Regions from separate parts of the Mus musculus genome. Here regions 1, 2, 3, 5, 6 and 7 are each linked to region 4. Evidence: chromatin contacts called from public HiChIP or PLAC-seq and promoter capture Hi-C data. All regions are on one chromosome and are shown on one strand. The core of a region is the stretch at or near the end of the contact, and the rest is flanking DNA. Distances in the headings are between cores, read along the strand shown.

Region 1 (3,938 bases), core at 57-2,556, 420 kb before region 4:
AAAAAAAAAAAAAATCTGGAAGAAGGCACAGAAAATTTTATGCAGTAAACAGCATTCTTGTATTTGGACAGGATTGTGGAGGACGAAACACCAATGATAGGTTGAACCGTCCTTAAATGAAGTCTCATTTAGTGGGGTCAGAGTCCTGAGCAGAAAAAAACAAAAAACCAACCCCAAAAAAAAACAAAAATAAGCCAGAAGGGTTCGGGCTGCAGCTGGATGTAGGTTCTTTCTCTTCAGTGTGATTACCAATTATTAATACCAAAGACTTGTTAAAAGGGCAAACTCTTAGGTTACATTCTAGGTGCACGGAGCCAGAACTAAGAAATCTTTGAGCAAACTCTCCAGGTGATTCTGACGCCACTGCCGTAGCCTGCCAAACACCCCGTGGCAATGCAGTAAGGGATTAGAATTGCCACGACTTGCCTTTAATCTTAAGAAAGAAACAAAACCCTTAAAACTAATGGGAACCGCGGTTTGCTACCTAGGGTAGATTTTTTTTATATAGCGCCCAGAAAACAGAAACAAAGAAAAACAACGATCATGTTGCCCAAAAGCCTTCTTAGATAATTAAGACTTTTTTTATAGAGATCCTGATGTTCTCGTTGCCTAAATTCAGTTCAAAAGTGAGGTGATCATCCCACGTCTTACGAGTTCCTTTTATTCGCTACAAAAACACCCGGAGAAAACAAGGCTAGGATTGCGGGTGGCCCTGTGGAAGCAGTATTTCCGTGCAACCGCCCTTTAGGAAAACACAATTCCCCAATGAGAAACCCCCAAGCGCAGCGGCGGGGCCCGGCCCACAGTCCCGGGCCACGCGGCGTCCCCCACGCACCCCCCGCGGGCCACTGGGCCTCCTCCCAGCCCGCTCAGAAGATAAACAAATCACTCCTGTTTTCCAGTCCTGGAATAAGCGCTGACTCACACAGCACTTTGATCAGCCACGGTCGCCTCAGGAAGGAGGAAAACTGTGCAGATTTTTCCCTCTCACGCGACGGCCCGAAGTGCCGCGCTGACCAATCAGGACTGGGTGGTGGGAACAGCACCAAAGTAGGTAAAAAAATGCGGGTCGCGGTCCCTGAGAGCCGTTTTGAGAGTTCTCGTCGCCAAGCAGAGCACCCGCCCACCGGCATTCGCCCCGCCCACTCCGCGCCGGGGCCCCGCCCCTAGCGGCGCGCACACCTGGCCAGGTGGCGACTTCCATGTATGGGCAAAGGCCGCGCGGTAGGCGGGGCATCGCGTGGTCCCGCCTCCAGGGCAGGGCCAGATTCCCCGGAGCGTCCTGTGTCCACCCTTCACGGAGCAGCAGCCCGGGCGCTCCTCTGGGCGGGGAACCCATGCACTCCCCTTAACTGGAGAGGGGTTTCCAGTTGTCTGGAGACTATTGGGACTCCTGGGTGGGGCCTGTCTGGGGAGGCCGGCCTGTTGCGTAGCAACGGTGGGCGGAGCGAGGGGCGCGCGCAGCCGCAGTCTGGCTGGAACTCGTGCCCGCCCTTAATAAGCTCGAGCTGCCGCGTCCGCCCTGCGCCTGCTCTCCTGCTTTTGCTACCCGGAGGACGAAGGTGCACAGACTTTGCCGTCAGGCTCCTAGCTCTCCTCCCGAAGTCCGCCCCAGCGAACATGGTGAGTGATCCTCGGGCGTGTGCTAAGGGAGGGGTCGGTTCCAAGGCAGCTCCTGGGCGGCATCATGCCCACCGTTCCAGGCCGCCGCCCGGGATCCCCTTCGGCCCGGCCTCGCTGCCTTCGATCCCGAAGTCGGTAGATCCCCGGGATGGGCGGCCGAACCTGAGACCATCCGTGTGGGCGCGGTTTTCTCCAAGGCCAGCTTGGTGACCCGTGAGCTTTTCCAGCCCTTTTTACTGAGAAGGAAAAGGATTTTATTGAACACTCTAGAGGGCGGAGTAATTGCTAGTGAGCGTGATTAAGAACCGGGTGGCCTTGCCGTGGCTTTGTTTGTCGTATCTGGCAATCAGCTTCAGTGGCACTCTCGTTGGGCTTGTCAAGCTTGGCAGTGGCTCTTTTAACCCTTCCCTGCCGGGTCCATTCATCCATGCTAGAAATTTGCCTTTACCTGAGAACAAGGCTTTACCACAACTTTGGGTGCAAGTCCTGGACATGATGTTGTTGCTTTTCAGATGCAAATTTAAAAACTTTCAGAAAGCCCGTATAATTACTCCAGCCCTTTAAAAAGAGAAACATTCGTTGTATTGAGATGGTAGAGATTTTGCTTAATTTACAAACTTCTCTACCTCCAAAGTGTTACTCAAATCGGTTGTAAAACAGTATCTCAACTGGGCGATCAGGTGGAACATTTTGTCACTGTAGTCTGCACAATGTTACCATTTTTGGTCAATGATTTGCTGGCAAGGCCTTGCCTCACTGCTAGAAATACTATCCTGTTGCTACATCTGTGCGCCGGGAAACAGTTGGTACCCACTTATCTGTCTACAGAGTGTTTTCACTGAATAACAACTTTGGTTTTTTCTTAGGATATAGCAACTGGCTTGCAGGTGCAGGCTGGCTCATTAGATTAAATGGATAGTTTTCTTGAAAACGGACCATGCTTAGCTGTGCCTTGATATTAAGTCATGTTTGGGTTTAATGCTATGAGCTACAAATATTTCAGACCTTGAAGTCTGTTGAACCTCAGCAAGATTTTAAGTGTATGTATATGTTGATTTATAGTAAAGACTAAATCCAAAGGTTTTGAGTGCTGATAAACTTTTAAATTTGAGCACTCAGTGTAATAAAGTGAACTGGTGTCTGCTCTCCAGTCTTCTTTTAGTTGAGAATGCAAAAGTATTTAAAACAGGGCCAAACATTCTAAACGTAAAAGCTTGGCTTTAAAGCTTAATTTTTTGTTCGGTGTACATTCAAATAAAATGAAAATAGAGTCTGTTGGATTTCCTGGTACTTGGGGGAGACAAAAATAAAAACTAAAGGTGGGTTCATTCTTACATCCAAGTACTGATATATTTATTATGGTCTGAGGACTTGGGTACGGGAGTGCCACGGTGCTTTGAGGAGCCAGTTTTCCTTTCACTGTGGGTTCTGGGAATTGAACTTAGGTTGTCAGACTTGCCTGGCAAGTACTTTCACCTGCTGAGCCAGTTTGCCAGTTCTGGATATGTTTTAAGAATGAGGAATTTAGAACACAGACTTTACTATGTTTGGTTTTATAAGCACAGAAGATCTCCATTCAGTCCAGCTATTAGAGAATGGGGGGTGGGGCGAAGGGAGAGATAGAGAGATTTTCCTTTATTATCCCAGATTCTAGCACTTTTCTGTATTTGAAACCTTTTTACATTTGGTAGTAGGCTGCTGAGGCAGATCTTGTTCTGTAATTCAGAACCACACGGAACTCACTGTGAAGCCCAAGCTGGACTTGAACTTGAGGCGATGCAGGTGCTAGGATTTCGGGTGTCAAGAACAACACTGGTTTTGTATTTTTATATTTGAGTTGGGGCCTTGGATTAGGCCAGAGTGGCCTGGCATTCTACTCTCTCGGACTCCTGAGTGCGTTTAGTTATCCCTACCCCCTTTCCTCTTTTTGGGGTGGTAATGGGAAGATTAAAGTTTAACTACATATGGGCTTGTTTTAAATTAGAAGAATTACTTCCTGGTACTCATTATGTCTTCTAGAAGCAGTTGGAATAAAGGAAATTGAAATTAGAGAAATGAGATGTCATGTTTTCAAATGTCTCACTACAAAATAATCACAATAAATGTCTATAAAAGCCCCTTTCCACAGGAGGGAAGTGTATCTTCTGTTTGCACATGGCAAACAACATTTCTGTGTGTGTACTGGGTGTGTCAGCTTCCTCATAATGTGCAAAGATTACCAGCCCGCTATAAAATTCCTAGGCGTATTTGCTCAGTTCTACTGGGTACAGCTTGGCACATCGCAGGTAGATTTGGCTCGTCTTTTCTTTAACCAA
Region 2 (3,462 bases), core at 232-2,731, 320 kb before region 4:
CCGGTGTTCATGGGGCTGGAATCCAGGTGTGCGACTTCTGCAGTGGTTGGCAGTGCAAGCCAGGCTCCACCTTGTTCCCTTGTCTCTCACGTCCCTAAACACACATCCCACAAGAACAGTCAATACCAGTTGGCTACTCCCTACACGTGCTGGGTCTCCACTGCTGTCTCTCAGATGGGGAAATGGGAAACCTCTGAGAGAAAGCATTTGGTTAGCAACTGTCGACGAAGCGTGACACCTACGGGAAAGAGTCTCTGAAGCATCCTGCACAGCCTGCAGTAAGCCCGGGTCAACCGGCCTCCCTTCCCCGGGCACTGCCGGGGAGCCTGGCGGGCCGGGACAGACGGCGGGCCCAGTGCCAGGGCGCTTGGCCCGCCGGGCCGGAGGTGCCGACTTCCGCCCAGGCCTAGCACCACGGGTCCACTAATCATGGGCGCGGGAAAGAGACGCCAGGCAGGACCCCGGGTGGCCCCAACCCTGGCCAGGTCCCGCACCCTCGTGCCGGTTCCGCGAGGACCCGCCGTGAAACGGTGCTGCGGCCCTGCCGCCAGGGGGAGCAGGGAGCCTCATCCCGTACTCCGGGAAGTTGCTACGGCCAGTCCCGGACGGCACCCGCGGCGAGCCCTGTGGCCCCCGCCCGCCCCGTCGGGGCTGCCGACGTGTCCTGTGGCCACAGCCCGCAGCCCGGGGCTCTGGGCCCCCGCGTCGCCAATCCAGTCTCAGCCCTCGTCCCAGGCCGGCCCACCGCCTTCCGCCCCCCCAACCCCCTCCGGCCCGGACTCCGGCCCGGCAACGTCATCCGGTGGCTTCCCGAAACTTAACCCCTTCCTCCGCCAGCTGTGCGCCGCCCCGCCCCGCCGCCAACTTTCTTAGCCCAACTTCGGAGCGCGCGGGCCGGCCCGACGGCCCGGCCGAGAGGGAGGGGTCGCCACGTCGTGCCGCGGGGCCGCCGCAGCTCCTGGCCTGCCGGCCGGGGGAATCCACCCCGAGGGGCGCGCTCGGCCGACGCCCCTGCACGGGCTCGGCCTGGCACACGCAGCTCCGTCCCACTCGAGGGGCCGCGGCTACCGCCAGGGCGGGCGTGCGGGCCGGCGCCGCCGGGGGAGGGGCCGCCGAGGAGACGTGTCACTCGCGGCGCGACCGGCCCGGCGCCCCGACGGCCCAGCCCGCGCGCCTCCACCGCCGCCGCCGCTGCAGGGCCCGGCCAAGTTTCTTACCTGCAGCGGGAGACGCGAGAGGGAGAGCGAGAGGGCAAGAGCAGCCGCCGCCGCCGCCGCGGAACCGCAAGAGGGGAGCCGGCCGAGCCTCCACCGAGAAGCCGCCCCTGAGCAGCTGCACACACTGCGACCCTGGCGCCGTCCGCCCCGTCCGCCGTCCGCTCCGGCCGCTCGCTGGCTGCGTGCGCGTGTGTGGAGTCGTGGCACTTTCTGCCTCGGAGCTGGCGAACGGCCCCCTCCGCCGGGATCGCCGCCTCCTGCCTTCCCCACCCGGACCAGCCATTCATCGAGCTGCCTCTTCCTATTGGTTCACTAGCCGCCACTCTGCCGGCCTCTGACCAATCAGACCGCGGACGGCCGCGCCGCGGTGGCGACCATTGGCCAAAAAGGAGGGTCTACGTCTCAGCCAATGAGAGAGAGGAGGAGCTGCGGGGAGCCGCGGGGGGCGGGGCCGAAGAGGGGCGGAGCCGCGCAGCGCAACTCTCAGCTCTGCGCGGGGGCGGGTCTCTAACTCCCCGCCCACCTAGGGAGGTCCTCTGCCGGTCCCGCCCACTCCAGGCCTCCGCTCTCCACGCCACCGCTTATTCGGATTTGGCTCCGCCTAGGCCGATAGACTGCGGTTCGAATCCCCTTGGCCGCAGGCTGCTCTTTTCCTCCACACTGCCGGGCTGAGGTGGCCGTGAATGTTACCCTCAGGAGGACTGCACAAACCGTGAACAACTGGGAAAATGCCTTATTTAAACCCAAATAACGTCACACAAAGCACCAGCCTCTGGGTCTAAAGAAGAGTTCTGCAAGGGTCAGAGCAGGGAGGATGGGGCCTTATCTATCCGTAAAGGCACTGCATTCTGCATTCCATATTTTACTGAATAAGTGGGAGAATTGAGGTGGAAGACCTGGAAAGAACAAAAGAAATAGAGGTGGAAATTTTGATAAGAAAAGCCACTCCCTAAACAGAATAATATACTGTCCTTGTACAAATCACACAGCAGAGTTACATCCATCCTGTGACACTTGATTTCAGATGTTGGGACCATGAGGTTTTGGCCCAAGAAAATATGATAGCAACCCAGGAAATTGATCTAGTGATACTCCAAATATTAGCCAGCTACCCCTTTATAAAAACAAAAAAACAACAACCAACACCTACTTAGAAGAGGGGTGCATATGCCACCATGCACCAACTCTCTGCTTGATTCTCTCCTTCCATGGCTGTTTCTAGGGATCAAAACTCAGTCAGATTGCATAGAAAGTACTTAAAAGTAGTTTCCCTGTGCCATCTCATCAACACAAAAGCCTCTCTTCAAAACCAAGTTCAATTGAAATAACTTAACTTTAAGTGCTTTTCTTTTCTTTTTTTTTTTTTTTTTTTTTGAGTCAAGGTCTCACTATGTGGCTGTCCCACAACTTGCTTTGTATAACAGGCTGGCCTAGAACTCAAAGTCACAGAGTTCCTCCTGCCTCTGTTTTCTGAGTACTGGCATTAAAGGCATGAAACACCATGCCAGCTTAAGTTTAGGTTATAACCATTTTAACTGCAGCTCTTAAAATTATTCCTTTGAGCCTGAGGCAAGATCAGCCTCTTTGAAATGAAGTTTGGTCTCTCTCCTCTGTCCCCCACCCCCCTTTCGAGTCCACACAGAATTTGATATCAGGCATATCTCTCTCTCTATTGCTCGAGCAGGGTCTGTCTATGATCCTGGAGCCCACTCCTTTAACTCAGCTGCCTGACCAGTGAGTGACGGTCTCCATCTTCACAGTGCTGGATTGTAGGTGGCACCTGGAGTGTTCACATTCATGTTGGGATTTGAACTCAGGGCCTTCATAGCAGGTACTTTACCCACTGAGCCACCTCCCCAGCCTCTAAGATTTAGTGTTCTAAAAGGCCAAAGGACTACACCTGCCCCAGCCTCTGTGGCTGCAGAGTTCCTGCCTCAGTTCCTCTGTGAGCACCCCTTTGGCCATTGCTACTTGACAGCTGTTGGTCTATAGTAAAACTGCAAGGAGAGAATACAGAGGGGTTAGGCTGAAACTAAACTATTTATTTCTGGTTTGAATCTCAGTGTCTTAGGGAATTAATGATTAATCAGCAGGAATCACTATAGATCACCTTTCCACACTCAGTCATTTTCCAGAGCTGAGATTCACTTGAAATAAAATTAAGGATCCCAGCTTCTGGTCAGCAGTTGCTAGCAGCCAGTCTGGCTGGATCATGGTGGGGCATTTACCTCCCTGGGCATAAATG
Region 3 (3,868 bases), core at 499-2,998, 470 kb before region 4:
CATAGCTATAGCTTAGCCTTGGCCTTGGTACTATAGTTTAGCATGACCTTGGCTCCCCCCCCCCAACCCCAAACAAGGTTTCTTTTTATGTAACTTTGGCTGTGCTGGAACTCACTCTGTAGGCTTGGCTAGCCTTGAACTCACAGAGATTTGCCACAGCCAAGTCTCTGTTCAAGCCCTGCTCCCCACTGGCTTCTGCAAGGCTTATATCCCCATGAGAGATGGAGTTTCAGGTCCCTTCTTGCAAATGGGTTCCTATGGCTCAAAACCAGGAACAGAAAGATTGATGATGGACTTAATAAACTATCCAGCTTGCCAATAAATTCACATTATGCTTCATTTTAACGTTTATTATGGAAATAGCAGTTGGACTTGATAAACAAGCTTTAAAATATACATATTCACTCATTCAAACATAGTCCCCAGAGAAACTCCGTCTAAAAAAAAAAAAAAAACAGACAAGACAGACAGTTGATATATACGTGAATTTTTCAGCCATAAAAAAGAAAATTATGCTGTTCCCAGGATAATGGATGCAACTGGAGATTAACATTAAAGCCAACTGAGCCAGTTTCAGAAAGCAAATATATGTTTTCTCCAATTTGTAGTTCCTAGATTGTATATAGTCACATAAAGTCATACACACACATACAAGAAAAGAAATTGGGGAAAAGGGAGATAAGTGGGAGGGAGGAGAAATGAGAAAAGGGAAGGTAAGGATCCAGGGGAGAATGCGGTTATGGTACAATATGTACCTGTATGAAGATTAAATTGAAAAAAAAAAGTATGGAGTCAAAATCAGTCATGTGAGAGTGCATATCCTGAAATTATAGAACCGGGGTGCACTGGGAACTGGGAGACTGCAGCTCTGGGGTGGTGCAAACTACCTCGCATATTTGGGTGTTGGCTCAAGTTAAACACCAAAAACTCGAACTATGCATTTAAAACCTGTATGGTCCATTCTATCTATCATCCCAAAACATAGGAAAAGTAAATGAAGCCGGATCCCGAAAGTGCCATGGAACTGAAAGTTGGACGTCTGCAGGACCCGTGCATCCCGACGCCCCTCTCTCCGCGGACAGTCTGCAGTTACCCCCACGCCTCCCGCCACATCGCCTACGTGCCTCAGTCTCCCTAACCGTGCCTCTTACTTGCTGCGGAACTCGTCGAGCGCGCGCTGCGCCTCGGCCTCCTGCCTCTCGAGCCGCGCGTGCTCGGCTGTCAGGTCCCGGGCGCGCTGCAGATTGGCCTCGACGTGGCGGGCGAGCGCGTCCTCGGGCCCGGGCTGCTCGCCCAGGCGCTGGAAGGCGTCGAGCTGCCGCCGCAGGCCGGCGTGGCGCTGCTGGAGCGCGCGGGCCCGCTGGACCTGGACTGCCACGCGCTCGCCCAGCGCCTGCAGCGCTGCCAGGCCGGGCGCGGTTCCCCCGGGCTGGGCGGCGGGGCCCGCGGGCTGGGCGCGCTCGTAGCGCTCCTGGCGGGCCTGGAAGACGTAGCTGCGGCGGTACATGGCTCCCGGAAGGCCGCGGCCTGGGCTGCGCCTGCTAAATAAACCGGCCGGCCGGGCTGGGACGTTCCAGAGCCGGTCAGCAGATGTGCCCTCGGGGCGGGCGCCCAACAATGAAGAGCCGCGGGTGCTTTGTGTGCGGGATTAAGCCGCCCATACAGCTCCCGGGTGGAAGGGGCATCGGGCAAGGACCTCTTTGTTCCGCCATTGTGGAGGCCTGTTGCTATGTGACTGCACGGAGGATCAGGGGGACAAGAGATGCATGATGCTCTTTTAACTGGCTCTGTGTAAGCCACCCAAGGCCAGCTTGCTAAAGTCCTGCAGCAGAGGGCCTGGCACTTTCTCCTGTCCCTTCCAACTTTCATTATGAACTTACTTGTTTGTTGTTGATTTCAGGCTTTTAAAGGCGTTACAATAATACCATGTTGCTGAGGCTGTCTCGGGGAGGGCTTCCTAACTATGCATGCAGATAAAATGGCCTAGCATGTAAGTGTTGAGCTGTCCTCCTAGTAATTTCTTATGACTGTTTGGGTGTATTTGTGAGGACTTGACAACTTGTATAGTGACTTAGGAAGACTGGTGATACTGACCTACACCGTTGCTCTCTCACCAAGGAGGTGAGGTTAGATGCTTCAAACTTAACAGAAATCCTTACAGTCTAAGGACTTAGTAAACTATCCAGTTCTCAAATAAATATTCTCATTATGTTTCATTTTAACTTTTATTATGGAAATGGCAGTTGGAGTTAAAAAACAAGCTTTGAAATATATACAATCACTCAATGTGATAGGCTTTGAAAAATTCAAAAGTAAAATTAATGTTGAAAATATTGAACTATTTGATGAGATTATTCCAGGATATAAATATTTATCATATTAAAATATTTATTTAAAGATCATTATCAAAGTCTGGAGAGATAACTCAGTAGGTAAGCATGCTGTACAATCACGAGAACCTGTGTTCAAATCCTCGGCACCCACGAAACGCTGGACATGGCTAAATATGCCTATAACTCAGCAATGGAGAGGGAGGTACAGTGATGGAGAAGCAGCAAACCTTCAGTTCAATAAGAGACCCTTCGTCAAGGCAGTGAGGAAGACACTAAATGCTCTCCTCCGACCACAGCATATACGTGCACACATTTCACATTTCTATAACCACATACTTAGCAGTACATGTGTATCACCCACAGTTTTAAAAACCATTATCAAAAGGACTGGTCTCTTATAAATTAAGGCTTAGCAACACCATATATTACCAACCATATGGATTACACATAATTATGCTACAAATTAAAGTTACTAAAAATAGGGAAAATCACTGAGATCTTTGTTTAGTTTATTATCACTCCAAGAAGCCTATATAATAAAGGATTCAGTCTGGAACAAAGCAATGTATGATCTGTATGTGTGGTGACATGGTCATATTCTCTCTCTCCCTCCCCCCCCCTCTCTCTTCCTCCCCTCCTCCCTCCATCCTTCCCTCTCTCTCCTAAGACATTTAGGTTTTCATGGCCAAGTGGAGGAGAGCATGATGTGAGTATTTTGAAGGTTTCCCACACACTGCTGGTGATGAATTGATTTCCAACTTCCCAGAGAGCAAAACCCACATGTAACAGGTACGATAAATCACCCATGGCCTTTGACATCACATGTTAGTCAGTTGTTGCTACAGAACAAACGACCCCAAAGAGTCGAGAAATAACACATATTTATCACCACTCTCTGGGTCCCCAGCCCGGCTGAACAGTTCTTCTAGCTGCAGGTCTTTTGATCGGCTGAGACAGCACCATAGCTCTTGTCCTTCCTTCTGAGTTAGCAATGTCAGAAGCCGTGCCAAACAGGTTCATCCAGGTTTTCCTCGGCAGTGAGTCCACTCACATCCTGTTGCTAAGTCAAATTACAGGCTCACAGACAGCCCAAGCGGGGAGTTACATGGGAGTCTGAGGAGATGACTCAGTAAAGTGCTCTCTGCTAAGCCTGAGTACCTGAAGTCCCCCTCATCCCTGCACCCATCTCGTTCAGGTGGAAGGAGAATTTGGTGTCACAAGTCTATGTAACCCCAATTCTGGAGCTGGGAGACAAGCAAGCAGATGTAGGGTGCTCTCCAGCCAGCCAGCTTACTGAACCAGACAATATCGTTGAATGGGGCCAAATTACTTGAGCTGAAGTTCAATGAGAGACCCTGTCTCAGAGAATAAGGTATAGGCTAAGAGAGAAAGACAGCTGGAGTTGAGCTCTGGCCTCCCTCTGTGCACACACAGAAGGGCATACGTACATACAAATGGATGAAGTGGGGTGGAATGGCTCACTCAGACCATGACAAGGATTTAGATATATTATCCCATCACACTAGTGTAAAGAA
Region 4 (3,562 bases), core at 846-3,345:
ATGGGTAGCCGATACCCTGGGGCGCCCTAGAATTATGGCCTACTATAAACAAGGTGACGCTATAACGGGCCAGGCTAGGACCTGGGGCTTATGCATAAAACATGTCGCCTCCCTTCCCCCTCTAGCTGGCTGTGAGTCAGCGGGGCAGGATTCCTTAATCCTGGGGGTAGCGGATACCTTTGAACAGGTGGTCATGGAAGTTCCACCCAACATAGTGCTGATGGCCATCCAGATAAAGTGTTGCCTACAAGTCTATAGCTTTTGAGGGGCACAGACATTCCAATCAACTAGAGTAGGAACGCTTAAAAAAAAAATCCGCAGGTGAGCCCTTTTATCTTTTACCCACTAATTTAACTCTTGAAGATTTGAGAGAAAAGGCAAATCTAAACTGCTCTGCACAACAAGTTTCCAGTCTAACAGGCTCCACCAGGGCGCTGGGAATAGCGGTGACTGCGAGGTCCACCGTGTCCTAAGACACAGGAGGGAAACAAAACGCAGGAGCTCAATGTGCCAGGGACTATGTCAGAGGCCATTACGTCTAAGATCCTGGGTAGCACTTCTTTACCGGAGATCTCGGGCTGTCTAGGTAATTGTCTGGCTTTGGACACAGGGTGGGCGGCTGAAGCGGGGTATCTGTGCTTTATCTTCAATGGTTCCCAAAGCCACGGGCGGCGTCAGACAGGGCCATCACCCTGGGTCTAGATCCGCTTAAGATGCTGGCGGCCCGGGCACTGTGGCGCAGGGGACAGGTCACTAGGAGCCTGGCTGCGGCTCAGGGGCAGGTGCAGGAGTGGCGGGCTAGTCCGCGGCGCCTGGGCTCCGGTGCGCGGGCGGGCGCGGCAGGGAGGGGCGCCGGGGCTCCCGAGCCGGACGCCAGGGCGTGGTGCAGGTGGCGGCGGGGGCAGAGTCGACACCCTACCTTGATTTTTGACCTGGCAACCGGGCGCTGCATCGCTGCCAGATGTCCATCGGTGCCTTGGGCGTCGTGAAGCTCTGGAGTTTCAGGCTCCGGCGCGCGCGGGGACGAGCTGCTTTCGGCCCCTCCGGGCTCCCCGGCGCTGCTGCTGCAGCCGCTGCTACTGCCGCCGTCGCTGCGGCAGTCTTCGGGCGGGTCGCGGAGCAGACAGCCCAGGCTCACTGCGGAGGGAGGGGGCCGCACCCCGACACTCAACCACACGCGGCGTCACGCCCGGGCGCCCACGGCAGTTTGACCTGCGGGCGGTGCCGCCGCCCCGCCCCGGACCTGGGCACCTCGCCAAGTGGGCGACGTCCCGAGGGTAGACGAGTCTACCCTAGCCATCCGCCCCTCGAACTAACTTAGGGTGTCGGGAGACGGGTTCTCAGGCCAACCCACGAAGCACCAGGGTCCAAGCGCCGCGGAGAAACCCGCGCGCCAAGTTTCCTCTCGCGCCCGTGGAGGCGGGTGTGCCCTCGTCTTGCCTCGCTCCCGAGGGGTTAGCGGACCTTCACGAGCGGTTTAGAGGACGTAGGGGGCAAGGGAACCCCGAGTGCCTTCCACCCACTTCCAGGCCACTTTGGCCCGCGCTGCAACCAACGGTCCTGCCGCCAGGCAATTTAGCCCTGTCTAGGGAGAGAGCACCGGGGGTCCCAGGTTTCCCAGCCTAGATCCTGGCTCCCCTCTCCCAACACCGCTGTGACCCCGACCGAGACGGAGTAGGGGTGGGAACCGCAGCCCTGATCCCGAGCAGGAGGGCCGCAGTCACCCTGCCCCCACCCGGGAGCCCCGCGCCCAGGCCCGGCCCCCGCGCTCCTCACCTGGGATGTAAGTGTCTGCCCTTTTGTCATCCGGGAGCTCATCCCAGCTGCGGACAGAGACTCCCGGGCTCCTCCTCTTCACCAAAAAGACTTTGGGCATGGTGGGATCCTCTCTTCCGACTGCGGCCCCCTCCTCCCGCTGCTCCCCGCTAGTGGCGGCGGTGGCGCCTGGGTCCCCCCGCTCCTGGAGTCCGGAGCCCACCTTCCCGCCTAGCCTGCCCTCTTCCTGCACCCCCCGCCGCGTTGCTCGGTACTCTCCCCCTCACTCCAGGTTACTCGCAGCCTCCGGGCTCGGCGACACCTATGCCTTAAATCGCGCGTGAGACCACGCCGGGGAAAAAGTTTCATAAGGTGGAATAGAAAAGGCACCAGGAAACTTGGGAGTGAGCATGCGCCCTGCAACATAACGGTGTCAACAAGCTCGCTACCTGTCCGACCGGTTCCGGCGGCCGGGGCTGCCTGATCCAGCCCTTCCTTAGGCATGAATGTTTGCAAAAGAATTTAACGTCTGATTCTTCCCCCCTCCTCTTTTTAAAAAAGGAAGAACATTTTTCAAATCAACCCTCTGCTTCATACCCCTATCACATGCACTTTATAGGATAAAGTCTTTAAAACAAGCCACAGGTTCTCTGCCCCATGCAGCCCGACTGGGAGCTGGGGTCTCCCACGAGTTGGCCCCCACCTCCGAAGTTGATTTGTCTCCATCAAGCAAGCCAGATATTAACTGTGAACCTTGTGGGGCTGTTCTAGGCTTTCTGGAATCTCGGTGGTCGGATGGGGGGAGGGTCCGCAGTATCCTTGTCAGGTAAAGGGAGGGGGGGTTGAGAACTTAAGGCTTCCTTCATCTAGAACACCCCTCAATAAAGCCTAAAAACACCACATCTTTGGAGCACGTCACTTTACTGATCTGTGCCACTCAATCTAAGAAAATAGGGCTTGTTCTACCAAAGCAGCTTTCACCCCGAAACCTTACAGTCTAGGAGTCCCTTGACTCAAGACAAAAGCTAATTGCATCTCATGTGAACGCAGATTTAAAGCGAATGTCTTGTCTTTTACCTTTCCCGTTATTGCCTCCCCTAACAACTGGACCCTTAAATTCGGAGGCAGGAAAATACTCATCCAGGAAGCCCGGGATTGAAAATTGATACAACCTCTCCCCTCCTCCGCCTGCGAAGACCGCAGAAGAGCTTTGAGCTTTTTGTTTTTATTTGTTTCCTATTTACCTTTATTCCTGGAGGGAAGTGTGTGTGTGTGGGGGGGGGGGGATCTGATAAAAGATACTAAGTCTCAAGGGGCGGCCTGCTCGCTTTGGGTACGCTGATGCCCCTATACCACAGCTTTGTTGCTCAACAACCCGCCCAGCTATCGTTGTAGGAACCCGGCTTCGCTGGGTGAGCAGGCGAGTGCTCACTGCTGGAGGTTGTCTGGGCGCGTCTGGCCAGGGGTGCTCAGGTGTCTGCGGTTCAGAGAAGCGCCAGTCTCACCTGCCTATAACAGGACTAGAGGCGCTCCTGGCCACAGCGACCCGGGGAATCCACACAGAGGCTGTCCCTGCCTTCTTCCGCCTTGGAATGGCCTTTAGGGATACAGCAGCCTGGTAACGGATTTCTGGGCTTGGCTGGCGTATTTTCAGGGCACACAGAGAGGGGGCGCAGCTCTGGCGAGGTTGTGGAAGGGAGAAGGCGCACGCACCATGATTATCGATCCGCCCTCAAGGATTGACCCCATCCCATCGGGGAATCAACTCTGAATTATGGGTTTCCTCCAAGACAAGTCGTCTAAGATC
Region 5 (3,477 bases), core at 307-2,806, 490 kb before region 4:
TAAATGTCCTGTGTTTTGTTTTGCTTCAGGGATGGTGCCCTGATCAAGCGCTGATGCTGAATCTCACCACTAGATGGCGGTAAAGAACCTTGATGAAAAAGAGGTCAGGGCTCATCCTGTTTGCCAATCAATAAAACCGTTTTCAGGTCCTGTCAAGACACTGAATTGTCTGTCATTCCTTGTCCGCCTGGAAGAAATTAATCCCCAGGGGACTTGGGCACCTGTGTTTGGCTGACTTGAAGGAGAGGCCCCCAGCTCCAATCTCGGGCTCTGTTCTTAGAGGCATGGATCTAATGCCTGTGGAGCCGCCTGGAGGACTTGTTACGACAGGAGTTGCCAGGCCACAGCTGGTCTGGATGTACCCGTGAATCTGCACTTCTGACAAGTTCCCAGATGCTGCTGATGCTGCTGGGCCAGGGAACTTACCCTGAAGGTCCTAACCGGGAGACATTCTGGAAGCATCGAAAACCTTAACCAGCACCACAAAGTAAGTTATTTAAATTAATTAAATTAATCCTAATCACATAAGCCAAGGAGGAGGAGAAGGAGGAGGGGGAGGGGGAGGGGGAGGGGGAGGAGGAGGAGGAGGAAGAGGAGGAGGAGGAGGAGGAAGAAGAAGAAGAAGAAGAAGAAGAAGAAGAAGAAGAAGAAGAAGAAGAAGAAGAAGAAGAAGCAGAAGCAGAAGCAGCAGCAGCAGCTAAGAGGAGAAGTTGGAGGCAGAGGGTTAGACCCAGGACTTTACACACAGCGCTGGCGTGGAATAGCCTTGGGCCAAGGAATGCACAACCTCTTTGACTAAACAGGGTCCTCCCCACTATAGCCTGTCGGAATTGACTTGTACCAACCACACACCCGACACTGTGAGCAAGTTCTCCCATAAGATCCTCCAGCAGGGGCCCAGGTGGACTACACACACACACACACACACACTTTATGCCACCCTGGGAGACCCAGAACAGAGAGACCAACCTGCTTGCCCCACTCCCTGACTTACAGAACAGTGTGAAAATGAGAAAATACGCAGGAGCCACGTCACATACATGGGCTGTGACAACCCGTGAAGGTGGCACACCTGAGGTTCATTAGACCAATTTTTGTTATTTTGTTAGACCAATTTTGTTATGTTCAGTATTTTGTTACTGAACAGTCACCTCTCTGGATCCTAAGAGTCCCAATCAACCAATTATGCCTCTGCTGAAAAATATATATATATGTGTGTGTGTGTGTGTGTGTGTGTGTGTGTGTGTGTGTGTATAACCATGTTTGTCATCATTTCCTAAATAATAAAAAATAAAACTACTTATACCCACTCACACTATCCTGGATGTTATAAGTTGTTGGGGTTGAGTTCAAGGCTATGGGAGAACTTCATAGTTCACATACAAGCACTAAGCACTTTGGAGTCTTGAGCAAGTGTGATTTTCAGTACCTGTGGGGTTGTGAAGACTAATCCCCCTTGGATACTGACAAGCGACTGTACATGCCCTGCAGAGCATCATGGACGTGCACTGGTCCACTTGACCACAGTGTGGAAGCACTGTGCTTTCTGTAGAGGCCATGCTTCCTGTTTGCATTTTGCCTTCGTGCATAGCAGTGGTGTGGCAGCAAGCCATGACTGTATCAGCCAGGACACACCCTACACTCGACAGGGTGCTGTGCTGTAAGGTTGGGGTGTGTAATAGATAAGTGGGCCATATAAAAGCCATGTGCACCTCAGGTTACTTCAGCTTGCTGCAGATTCATCCAGACATGACCCCTCGAGTCAAGGACACTGGATAACATATGGATAACTATCTTTATAGAATTGGCTTGCTTTGAATAATTTTTTTTGCCTTCAACAACATTTTATGAGAAAGGATCCACAAACTTCACCAGACTAATAAAATCTAGGGACAGGGAAGGGAACCTAGAGGAGAAAGTGAGACCCTACCTTAGACACAGAGATAAACTGCTAAGTCTCAGTAGTGTCAGAGGCTGAGAACAGGACCTGACCCAACAGTTATACCTCATGTACTCAGAAACCAGGCCAAGCCTGTTGTTTCCCACCCAATGAACTATAACTAAGAGTTTGAAAAACATGGGTTTCCAGGACCATAACAGGCCTGCACCTGCTTCCTCAGTCCCATGCACACATGCACAATACACACATCCCACATGCAGGCACATGTACCCTACATCAATAGATCACACACTTCCTATACATATCATGGTTTTATAGCCATCAAAAATATGTGTGCACACAAAGAAAGACAAACAGTCTCCCCCCTCCCCCCCCCCCGCAGAACTAAAATTTTCCATGTGAGGCTAGGGCCTTGATCTTTTTAGTATCTAGGGCTGTGTTTTTCAACTTTGTCACCCAGACCACAGGAAGTGACATAGTTCACACCATAGGCCACATCATATGTGTGCATTTGAGCAAATACATGTGTAGTCAAAAATATACAGATACATTTAAGACAAAAGTTTTCCAGGATAAACTTTGTATACTTCTCACTGCCATGCATTCTGTTACTTCTTATTCCCAGCGCCATTGTGTTGCTTTCTTCTAATTTTTTATAAAGACTTATGTATTTACTGTACGTATATGAACACACTGTCACTATCTTCAGACACACCAGAAGAGGGCATCAGATCCCACTACCGATGGTTGTGAGCCACCATGTGGTTGCTGGGAATTGAACTCAGGACCTCTGGAAAAGCAGCCAGTGCTCTTAACCCCTGAGCCATCTCTCCAGCCTGCTTTCTTCCTTTTTTGTACCAGTCAATTCTACTGAATTCATTTTACACCTGGTGAATTTCAAGGAACAATTTGAAAACCACAGTCTCCAGAACCGGGACTGGGCCTACACCCACTTCCTCAGTCACATGTAAAACACTTACACCATACACACATCCCACGTGCATGCACATATGCCCTACACAGATAGATGAATAAGTCATACTTCATATGAACATCACACGCCACACATATACCTGACATTACACACCCCACATATACACATGTATATACACATACATGCACACATGCAGAGCCCACGCACCCTTCACATTACACATGCATGCAATATACATATCATACACACTTTACAATATACTCTACATACATACACAGCAAATACACTCAAATCACCTCATATACTCACACACTACCCACAGACCTTATATACACATATACGACATACACCACACACACTATATACATATCACACACACACACCACATTCTCTACATAAACATTTCTCCATCTCTCCCTTCTCCACTCCCCTCCCTCCCTCAAAAGAAACCACGGTCACTGAGAAGTATCTAGTCCCTGAGGCATGGTTATGTCCTGGGAAGAAGGCATTTTTAAGGCCTGACTCAATTTCTCTCCTGTGATCTTTCACTCAGGGGGCAACCACTGTTCCTTGTTGCCCCCTTGTTGTAGCATTGTCTTCTGGGACTGCTGCACAGTGAGAGCTTTATGAGGGGCCCAGTGGG
Region 6 (3,997 bases), core at 1,274-3,773, 440 kb before region 4:
TGAAAGAGAGAGAGAGGTAGTATATGCTTATTTTTTTCTTTCTTTCCTTTTTTTTAAATATTTTTTATTACATATTTTCCTCAATTACATTTCCAATGCTATCCCAAAAGTCCCCCATACCCTCCCCCCCACTTCCCTACCCACCCATTCCCATTTTTTGGCCCTGGCGTTCACCTGTACTGGGTGGGGCATATACAGTTTGCGTGTCCAATGGGCCTCTCTTTCCAGTGATGGCCGACTAGGCCATCTTTTGATACATATGCAGCTAGAGTCAAGAGCTCCGGGATACTGGTTAGTTCATAATGTTGTTCCACCTATAGGGTTGCAGATCCCTTTAGCTCCTTGGGTACTTTCTCTAGCTCCTCCATTGGGAGCCCTGTGATCCATCCATTAGCTGACTGTGAGCATCCACTTCTGTGTTTGCTAGGCCCCGGCATAGTCTCACAAGAGACAGCTACATCTGGGTCCTTTCGATAAAATCTTGCTAGTGTATGCAATGGTGTCAGCGTTTGGAAGCTGATTATGGGGTGGATCCCTGGATATGGCAGTCTCTAGATGGTCCATCCTTTCGTCTCAGCTCCAAACTTTGTAGTATATGCTTATGTGTGTGTAGTTGAGTGTATCTACTCGAGTGTGCCAAGGCCAGGAAGGGTCTTCCTGCATCATTCCCTGCTGTACTCCTTTGAGACCAGGTCTGTAGCTAAACCTGGAGCTTGCATTTTTTTTCCAGCTAAGTTGGTAGCCAACCAACCTCAAGGACCCTCCTCCCTCAGGTCTCCTTGGAGCTAGGGTTGCAGGTGTTCATGGGATCACTCACAGGAGGTTCCAAACTCTGGTCCTCGCAATTACATAGCAAAATGTTCTAACCACTGAGCCATCTCTCCAGCCTCGGAGAAGACTTCTTTAACCAAGCTTTAGAATAAAACTGCAAAGACTACAGAGGAAGAAGAAAGACGGTAAAGCAGAGACAAAAACTCTCCTGCACACGTTTAAGAGAATATCGGATCTATGATAGCAGGAAGAAGTGAGAGGCAGGGTGACGCAAAGAAATGCCACAGATAAATAGACGGCAAGAAACGAGATAGAATTCAGAAATACTAACACTTACAGTTACAGAAGTATTTACTGGAGGCCATAAAGGATGGATACCATGGCTTTGCTGAGGACCATGAAGGGAATGCTCTTTCCTTGTGGTCTAAAGAATGGAAACTACTGGCCAGGTGTGGTGGCGCACGCCTTTAATCCCAGCACTCCGGAAGCAGAGGCAGGCATATTTCTGAGTTTGAGGCCAACCTGCTCTACAAAGTGAGTTCCAGGACAGCCAGGGCTATACAGAGAAACCCTGTCTCGAAAAACCAAAAAAAAAAAAAAAAAAAGAATGGAAACTACCTCTGGCCCAGGGGAGGGGCATGGCATTCTGATCTCTTCTCCAGATTAGATAGAACATTCTTAACTGTTTCCTTCTCCTTGAATGTTAATCCAGCTAGGTTTCTTGATCACCAGGCCAAGAGATTACCAGGTAGGAAGGCTGATGCCCTGGCTCCTGACGCTGTGTTGAGGAGAGAGGGGAGGAATAATTATCCCCTTATGAGATTAAGTCCCCACAGACAGCTACAGAGCCGCCAGAGTGAACATTGCTGAGCATAACTGACTCAGATAGGCACGACCTTTCTTTTTCTTATTCCTATCTCTTCGTCCAAACTTGGGCACACTTTGTGCCCAGAGCTTCTCATTCCTTCTCTGACGCTGCTCACTGTACACTGGTGCCACGCGGCTGCTTATGAACTACATGCCTTTCTCTTCCCTTTTCTGTCCTTCCTCCTGTCAGCGGCTGCCCACGTTTATAGCGTGCCTACCCTGTAGGGTTCTCTCTCTCTCTCTTTCCCTCTCCCTCTCAAATTCTAATTGCTTCATGCTTCATTTCAATTTTGTTTATATATTATTTCATTAACAAAACTAGCTTCCTAAAAAAGGAACCCCCAGCTTCCCCGGTAACATGTCATCCCATGTGGGGCTCCCCCCACCCCTTCCCACCACTGACTAAATATGTAACAACCGACAGAAGCTGACGAACATAAACTCAGTGCCCACAAACAAACTTACAGAAACTCTTAAGAAAGCAGCCTGGACTCTGGACAGATAGGAAAACCAACCGCAAAGATAAATACAGCCTTATTGCCACCCATGAGACGCAAGAAAATTGATATCCAGGCAAGGAAAATGTGACCACACCGCATACAAAGAAGACAGTGGCTGGCAGGAAAGGTATTATCTTCAGGGGGCAACTTTTGCTTAGAGCTAGGAAACTCTTATAGAAACTCGGGCTCCGAGGGGCTGGAAGGATGACTTAGCAATTAGAACATGCTCTGCCCTCCCAGAGGAGGTTCTTAGCACCCATGTTCAAGGCTCATAACTGCCTGTTACTCCAGCTCCAGGGGATCTGCCGACCTCTTCCGGACTCCATGGGCACCTCATGCACATGCGCATATCCACACATACGCACGTGGTTAAAAGTGAAAATTAAAACAATCAATCAATCAAACAAACATAAAACCCAGGCTGGCTGCTGCCTGGGAAATCAACTGCTGAAGAGAGAAACAGAAGGTAGTCTGCACGCAGTCCATTCCTGTCTAACCAGTTTGAACCCCAGCAGGGCACCACACACAAACCATTCCGGTCTAACCTGTTTGAAATCCTGAGGCACAAAGAGCTGTTCTCGGTAAAGTACGGTTAGAAAGTGAAGTCTGGAGACCTGAAGACTGTCCTACAAGGGAGAGAACTATTGGCTAGTTTTGTACTCTGTTTTATCTTTATTTCTTTATTCCTCGGTACCTTTTCTTTCTTTCTTTCTTTCTTTCTTTCTTTCTTTTTTTTTTTTTTTTTGTCTTCACATCTGTGTGCTGACTTACTTCATCTTCGTCTTTTCTCGCTAGCTTGTGCTTTACGGTCATTCTGCTGTGCTCCTTCCCCAGTGACCCACGTGCTTTCCCTTTCTTGGTCTCATTTCTTTCCCGACTCCTCCTTTCCTAGCGTTGCTAACCAATTGCTAATCAAAGTATTCTGACTTTTTTTTTTTTTTCGAGACAGGGTTTCTCTGTGTAGCCCTGGCTGTCCTGGAACTCGCTCTGTAGACCAGGCTGGCCTTGAACTAAGAAATCCGCCTGCCTCTGCCTCCCAAATGCTGGGATTAAAGGCGTGCGCCACCACAGCCCAGTGTATCCTCACTTTCTGCTTCCTAACTTTATCAATGACTTTTCTTACTGTGGTAAGAAAACGCGTGTCAGAACAAGGGTGGGAGGAGTTTCTTTGGCTCACAGTTTGAGGGTGCAGTCCACTGCAGCAGGGACGTTGGCTTATCCAGTGGTTGAGGGAGCTAGTCACATTTCACCCACAGTTAGAAAGCAGAGAGGAATGCATGTTGGTGGTCAGCTAACTTCCTTCTGTTACACAATGGAGGACACCTAACCAGGAATGGTATGGCACCATCCATGCTTAGAAAATCCTAATTTGAAAAGTCTTTCACCCACGTGCCAAGAGGTTTGTATCTCTGGTCATTGTAAACCCTATTAAGTTGGTAATTAAGATCAGTCACCACATTAGCCCTACTGGAAATGTAACTGAAGTGCCCCCCTTTTTGCCTCTAACCTTTTTTCCGATGTGTCTCAGCACTGCGTTTGATCTAATCAGTATTCCTATTACTGCTGTTTAGTTTCAGACCTAGGACAAGGGACCTAGGTACATACTTTACATACCAGAGCAATCCTGGCCTCCGGGTTCTCCCAGCATCCCTCAGTCCCTACCTGGAAAACCCTGCCCTCAATCCTGAAACCTCCAGCCCAGAGGCTGGGCTGCCCTTCCCACAGATGCTCTTCCCTGTATAATCCAGACATTTTCTCCTCTCTCTGCACGAGCACTTTCTCTTCCTTTTTCCCCCTCCCCTCTGTCTGGTCTCTTTCCTCTTAGGGCCTGTGACCTGGCCCACCCAAGAGCAGTTTCT
Region 7 (3,816 bases), core at 603-3,102, 360 kb before region 4:
GGAAATGTTGACAAAGCCATGTTACAGGGGAAGAGTGAAATATATAGTCCCCCAACTCTGGCAATAAGCAAAAGGCAATAAACCTCCAGGTAGCATGGGCTTCAAAATAAGTGGTTCCATCTGACCCTAGACACCATATGGGAAGGGATAGTCCTGTTAAGCCACCGAGTTTTTAGGAACTCCCAGATCTTGTACATACAGATGCTTGGGGTAGTTTTCATAGGTTATAGTATTTCCAGTCTTAAAGCCAGAAAATGTAGACTATAAGCCACTGGCTGCAGTGTGGGAGCTAGGACAGGAAACCTGTACTCTAATGTCATGGTCTGAGCAAGGTGACCCTCCGACACTCATGCCCAGGGAACACCCCCAGTGCTTACTTGCTGAGGTGCTCTCAGCAGCACTGAGGCCACACAGAGCATGGCACCCCCCAGTGACAGCCGGGAAAGAGTACCCCCAACACCTCCCATCACTGAACTGATCACCAAAATTACTATCACCCAACTAGCTAAGGAAAAACCCACGCATACTGCACTTCCTAGAACAGGTGATTGGCCAGGGGCACTAGGGAGTGGGGCTTAGTCTTTGAGCTTGCCCTGGTAGCACAAGGGAATTATGTCCAGATCCCATGCTCTAACCCGAGAAGCACAAGCAGCACCGAGGCCCCGCTCTGCTCCGGGCACATAAGCAGCGGTAGCATTCAGCCCAAGCACAGACAGCAATGGCAGGATCCTCCAGGAAGAAGTGAAAACTGGTCTGGAAACATTCTCGTTGCAGTCGGACAAGATAGCTCCTGAGTAGGAGCAGAACTGGGCAAGATGTTCATCCCTGGGGACAGGGGTAAGCCACACCAGCCCTGCAGTGGCCTACCTTATGCCAGGTGTCTTGAATGACTCCAGTCTTCTCAGAGAGAATCTCAATAAGCCGCTGGGCCTCGCCCTCACTGAACACCATGCTTCCAACCGTAGAGACCAGTGTCTTGTAGGGCAGGAAGAGAGGGCCGTCGCAATCTGGGGGCCCTGAAGTGGGAAGGAGCAGGGACTTACATTCCACCCCCAAACAAGAGATATACAACAACGTCCATCAAAAGGTGGCTCTGATCAGAGGCAAGGAGAACTCTGTTCTACAGCTTTAGGCTGGTACAGTGAACTTCCTGATTAATGATGGGTCTGCATTCTCAAAGAGTCCCAGCCAAGCTTTGGAGTAACATCCCTCCTTATTTTATATCAGTAGTAGGTATCGAATTCAGGGATCAGTGTGTGCTGGATAAAGGCTAGCCTTTGTTTCTTCTTTCTTTCTTCTTCTTTTTTTCCCCCTGGGGTGAGCCATCAGCCTTGCCCTCTTCCTTTGCCCAGACTTATTTGACTCATGGATATGCATCTCTAGGGTTTTGTTTTTTAAAGATTTATTTATTATGAGTATGCTGTAGCTGTCTTCAGACACACCAGAAGAGGGCATCAGATCTCATTACAGATGGTTGTGAGCCACCATGTGGTTGCTGGGAATTGAACTCAGGACCTCTGGAAGAGCAGTCGGTGCTCTTAACCACTGAGCCATCTCTCCAGCCCTCTTTCTTCTTTTTAAATTAACAACACTGAAGCTGTGTGGGAACTTGAGGTAGCTTTCTTGATAGGACCTGTGTGAACCTTAGCACTACATAAGCCGAGCGTGGTAGCATACGCCTGTAATATCAACACTTCAGAAATGAAGGCAGGAAGAGCAAGCCATACTCAGCCACACAGTGAATTTGAGGCTACCCTGAGTTGGATTAGACCATGACTCAAAATAAGTAAATAAAGAAGTAACAAAAATAGCGCTGCACAAAATTATCCACAACACATTTTTCTCAGTTTTTTTTTTTCTCCAGTTCCTCTTTTTCTAGTGAAACACTTGGTCCATCTCATCTTCCATGGTTCTGCATCACTATGGGCAATGATCCCCAGAAACACACATACACGGAAAGCTTGGAGGGTACCAGGACTCTGCTCCCCACAGTCAAGGACAGGCACTCTAGCCTCCCTAGATGGAGCTTAAATGGTGACTGGCTTCAAAAGAGAAATGGCTGGGCCAGGTCACTAGAATGAGCTCTTCACTCCCTAGGTACTTGCTCACAACAACCCCCCCCCCCCAAAAACCCAAAAAACCCATCACCACCACCACCACCAATGAAACATCCTCACTCCCAGTCTCCATGATACCCATGCAGACTTGTAGGCAAGAAAAGAGTGAGTTGAGATAGCTCAGCTAAAATGCCTGGGAAATTCCTCTGCTGATATCTAAATTTGCTCACAATTGAAACAGACAGTCAAATGCACTAAAAGAGACAGACAAGTGCACTAGGGCGAAATTCAGCTAAACCTGCCTTTTGAGGACAAGGAATGGGGAAGGTTTCTACAGCAACCCTGGCTTCTCTGACTTGTCACAATATTTTTACTTCACAGTCATAATATTTTCATTACAAGTGGAAGCACTTAGCGTGATATCATAATAAAGGCAAGGTGGGATGTGGGCGGGCTGGTTGCTATGAGCACCTTATTTTATAACTTTTTACCTTAGGAAAGTGCAGTAGATTTAAAAATAACCACACTAGCATTAAAAGGCCCAAAAGCTTGTACTGCCAAGAAAATGGGATGAGAGTATGTGTGTGGGGACCCCATTTCTTAATTTCCTTGAAATATGTATGCACATGCAACTAATGATAGCTTATATACATACTAGATACAATCCTGAGTGCTGTAGAGCTAGAATAAAATGGCCCATGAGCTCACTCTCAGGAAAAAAACCCCTACTGAGACATTTTTTGCTGTTTTCCCACCCCCCAACCCCTGCCCAACCTTAAATAGATATTCACTGCCCAGAGTTTAAAAGAAACAGGCGAGGCAGGGTGGCCTCTCAAGCTTGTGTGGAACTGAAGGCTACTTTCTTTCTTGATTCAGAATGGTCCTAGCACCCCTGAGAACTTGTGATTACAACCCCTGAGACTCCTGCAACTTGTGATGTGCTTTAAGCAAAAAGTTTACATGGAGTTTCAAAACCTCAGTGTAGACAAGAACATAAAATAGCAATCTGATATACTGGTTGAGCATCAAGAACACACAATTTGGATAAACTGGGTAAAGTACGCTGTTAAAATTCATCCCAACTATTTCTTCGTGGCCTATTCTAATGTGGCGAATGGGACTACTAAGTTACAGATGTGGTGCATACTATATTCCTCAGACTGGCTGTTCTGTGCCGTTCCACCCCCATAGACTCCTAAAATGCTCCTTGCCAAAAATCTTAGAAGTTCTTATCCTCAAGAATTCCCCAAGTGATTGAAAACTCTAACCTCTCTTGAATTCTCCACCAGAGAGCACTTTTCTAGTAAGGTATGTTGGTGTGTGCCTGTATTTCCAGCACTTGGGAGGTAGAGAATGAGTTAAGGCCTGCCTGGGGTACATGAGATCCTGTCTCAAAGAAGAATGGGAGTGGGGAGCCAAAATAAAGACACTTCCCTTTTGGCCCTATCCCTTAAGGCCCAACTCCTCCCATGGGGAAAAAAAAACCATCTGGCTACCACTGCTGAAGGAAGCCTTGCTACCGAATATCATCTCGAGTACTAACACTAGCTATGGGATGCTTCAAGATGCTTCCAGCACTGTCTAGAAGCTCTCGACTATGTTCAGAGGCTAAACAGCATAAATAAATAAATAAATCTTAAAATAAGTAAATAAATAAACAAGCAGACAAATGAAACAATCCAAAGCAATGTAAAATCGAGCCTTCTCTGTCTATCCTGCTTTCCCACCCACAGAACTTCTATTACCTTCTCCAGATACT

What was found. Promoter capture Hi-C pulls out the DNA fragments that hold promoters and counts their contacts. HiChIP or PLAC-seq counts read pairs in DNA pulled down with a chosen protein or histone mark.
Region 1: a contact with region 4 is called in a promoter capture Hi-C map of second pharyngeal arch cranial neural crest. The contact joins the promoter of Dstn here to the promoter of Ovol2 in region 4. A contact is called at or near these places in 15 of 39 promoter capture datasets (the C10 cell line, the HPC-7 cell line, cranial neural crest and 9 more), 4 of 484 Hi-C or Micro-C datasets (embryonic stem cells and nephron progenitors), 12 of 115 datasets of contacts at active chromatin or transcription factors (bone marrow-derived macrophages, craniofacial prominence, embryonic hindbrain and 7 more) and 3 of 9 other capture datasets (adipose tissue, liver and pancreatic islet).
Region 2: a promoter capture Hi-C map of second pharyngeal arch cranial neural crest shows a contact between it and region 4. The contact joins the promoter of Rrbp1 here to the promoter of Ovol2 in region 4. A contact is called at or near these places in 11 of 39 promoter capture datasets (cranial neural crest, erythroid cells, frontonasal cranial neural crest and 8 more), 2 of 484 Hi-C or Micro-C datasets (both in embryonic stem cells), 6 of 115 datasets of contacts at active chromatin or transcription factors (astrocytes, bone marrow-derived macrophages, forebrain and 3 more) and 2 of 9 other capture datasets (adipose tissue and liver).
Region 3: an H3K4me3 HiChIP or PLAC-seq map of craniofacial prominence shows a contact between it and region 4, with 6 times the contacts expected there. The contact joins the promoter of Bfsp1 here to the promoter of Ovol2 in region 4. A contact is called at or near these places in 6 of 39 promoter capture datasets (the C10 cell line, cranial neural crest, hippocampal neurons and 3 more), 2 of 484 Hi-C or Micro-C datasets (bone marrow-derived macrophages and embryonic stem cells), 9 of 115 datasets of contacts at active chromatin or transcription factors (astrocytes, bone marrow-derived macrophages, craniofacial prominence and 6 more) and 4 of 9 other capture datasets (adipose tissue, embryonic stem cells, liver and 1 more).
Region 5: an HNF4G HiChIP or PLAC-seq map of pancreatic cancer cells shows a contact between it and region 4. The contact joins the enhancer-like site here to the promoter of Ovol2 in region 4. A contact is called at or near these places in 4 of 39 promoter capture datasets (cranial neural crest, embryonic stem cells, erythroid cells and 1 more), 3 of 484 Hi-C or Micro-C datasets (Th1 cells, bone marrow-derived macrophages and embryonic stem cells), 9 of 115 datasets of contacts at active chromatin or transcription factors (bone marrow-derived macrophages, craniofacial prominence, embryonic midbrain and 6 more) and 2 of 9 other capture datasets (adipose tissue and liver).
Region 6: an H3K27ac HiChIP or PLAC-seq map of embryonic stem cells shows a contact between it and region 4, with 3 times the contacts expected there. The contact joins the enhancer-like site here to the promoter of Ovol2 in region 4. A contact is called at or near these places in 2 of 39 promoter capture datasets (the HPC-7 cell line and hippocampal neurons), 1 of 484 Hi-C or Micro-C datasets (bone marrow-derived macrophages), 5 of 115 datasets of contacts at active chromatin or transcription factors (embryonic basal ganglia, embryonic hindbrain, embryonic midbrain and 2 more) and 1 of 9 other capture datasets (liver).
Region 7: an H3K4me3 HiChIP or PLAC-seq map of bone marrow-derived macrophages shows a contact between it and region 4, with 3 times the contacts expected there. The contact joins the enhancer-like site here to the promoter of Ovol2 in region 4. A contact is called at or near these places in 3 of 39 promoter capture datasets (cranial neural crest, embryonic stem cells and pre-B cells), 4 of 115 datasets of contacts at active chromatin or transcription factors (bone marrow-derived macrophages, embryonic forebrain, large pre-B cells and 1 more) and 2 of 9 other capture datasets (liver and macrophages).

The regions. Positions count from the first base shown.
Region 1 is chr2:143,914,025-143,917,962 of GRCm38.p6, forward strand. Dstn (destrin) reads left to right here and starts at 1,307. Exons shown (of 4, transcript NM_019771.2): 1 at 1,307-1,623. The coding sequence starts at 1,621. It also overlaps a transcript of Bfsp1 not described here.
Region 2 is chr2:144,009,782-144,013,243 of GRCm38.p6, forward strand. Rrbp1 (ribosome binding protein 1) reads right to left here and starts at 1,482. Exons shown (of 24, transcript NM_024281.2): 1 at 1,218-1,482.
Region 3 is chr2:143,861,425-143,865,292 of GRCm38.p6, forward strand. Bfsp1 (beaded filament structural protein 1, in lens-CP94) reads right to left here and starts at 1,749. Exons shown (of 8, transcript NM_009751.2): 1 at 1,152-1,749. The coding sequence starts at 1,507. It overlaps Gm33648 (a long non-coding RNA gene), which reads left to right and starts at 1,902. Exons shown (of 3, transcript XR_375039.4): 1 at 1,902-1,990; 2 at 3,001-3,122.
Region 4 is chr2:144,329,985-144,333,546 of GRCm38.p6, forward strand. Ovol2 (ovo like zinc finger 2) reads right to left here and starts at 2,096. Exons shown (of 4, transcript NM_026924.3): 1 at 1,777-2,096; 2 at 920-1,137. The coding sequence starts at 1,876.
Region 5 is chr2:143,837,300-143,840,776 of GRCm38.p6, forward strand. The region is part of intron 5 of Bfsp1 (beaded filament structural protein 1, in lens-CP94); the gene reads right to left. Among named protein-coding and RNA genes, the nearest start is that of Bfsp1, 24 kb to the right of the region's middle. Within about 2 kb of position 1,557, at least 92 of the 459 cell types and tissues checked have an H3K27ac peak or open chromatin away from gene starts, as enhancers often do. A contact at or near this core is called in Th1 cells, adipose tissue, bone marrow-derived macrophages and 1 more, where this site is marked.
Region 6 is chr2:143,887,573-143,891,569 of GRCm38.p6, forward strand. It overlaps a transcript of Bfsp1 not described here. Among named protein-coding and RNA genes, the nearest start is that of Dstn, 26 kb to the right of the region's middle. Within about 2 kb of position 2,524, at least 66 of the 459 cell types and tissues checked have an H3K27ac peak or open chromatin away from gene starts, as enhancers often do. A contact at or near this core is called in embryonic stem cells, where this site is marked.
Region 7 is chr2:143,973,594-143,977,409 of GRCm38.p6, forward strand. Rrbp1 (ribosome binding protein 1) reads right to left here. Exons shown (of 24, transcript NM_024281.2): 3 at 868-1,016. Among named protein-coding and RNA genes, the nearest start is that of Gm33804, 35 kb to the left of the region's middle. Within about 2 kb of position 1,853, at least 7 of the 459 cell types and tissues checked have an H3K27ac peak or open chromatin away from gene starts, as enhancers often do. A contact at or near this core is called in bone marrow-derived macrophages and microglia, where this site is marked.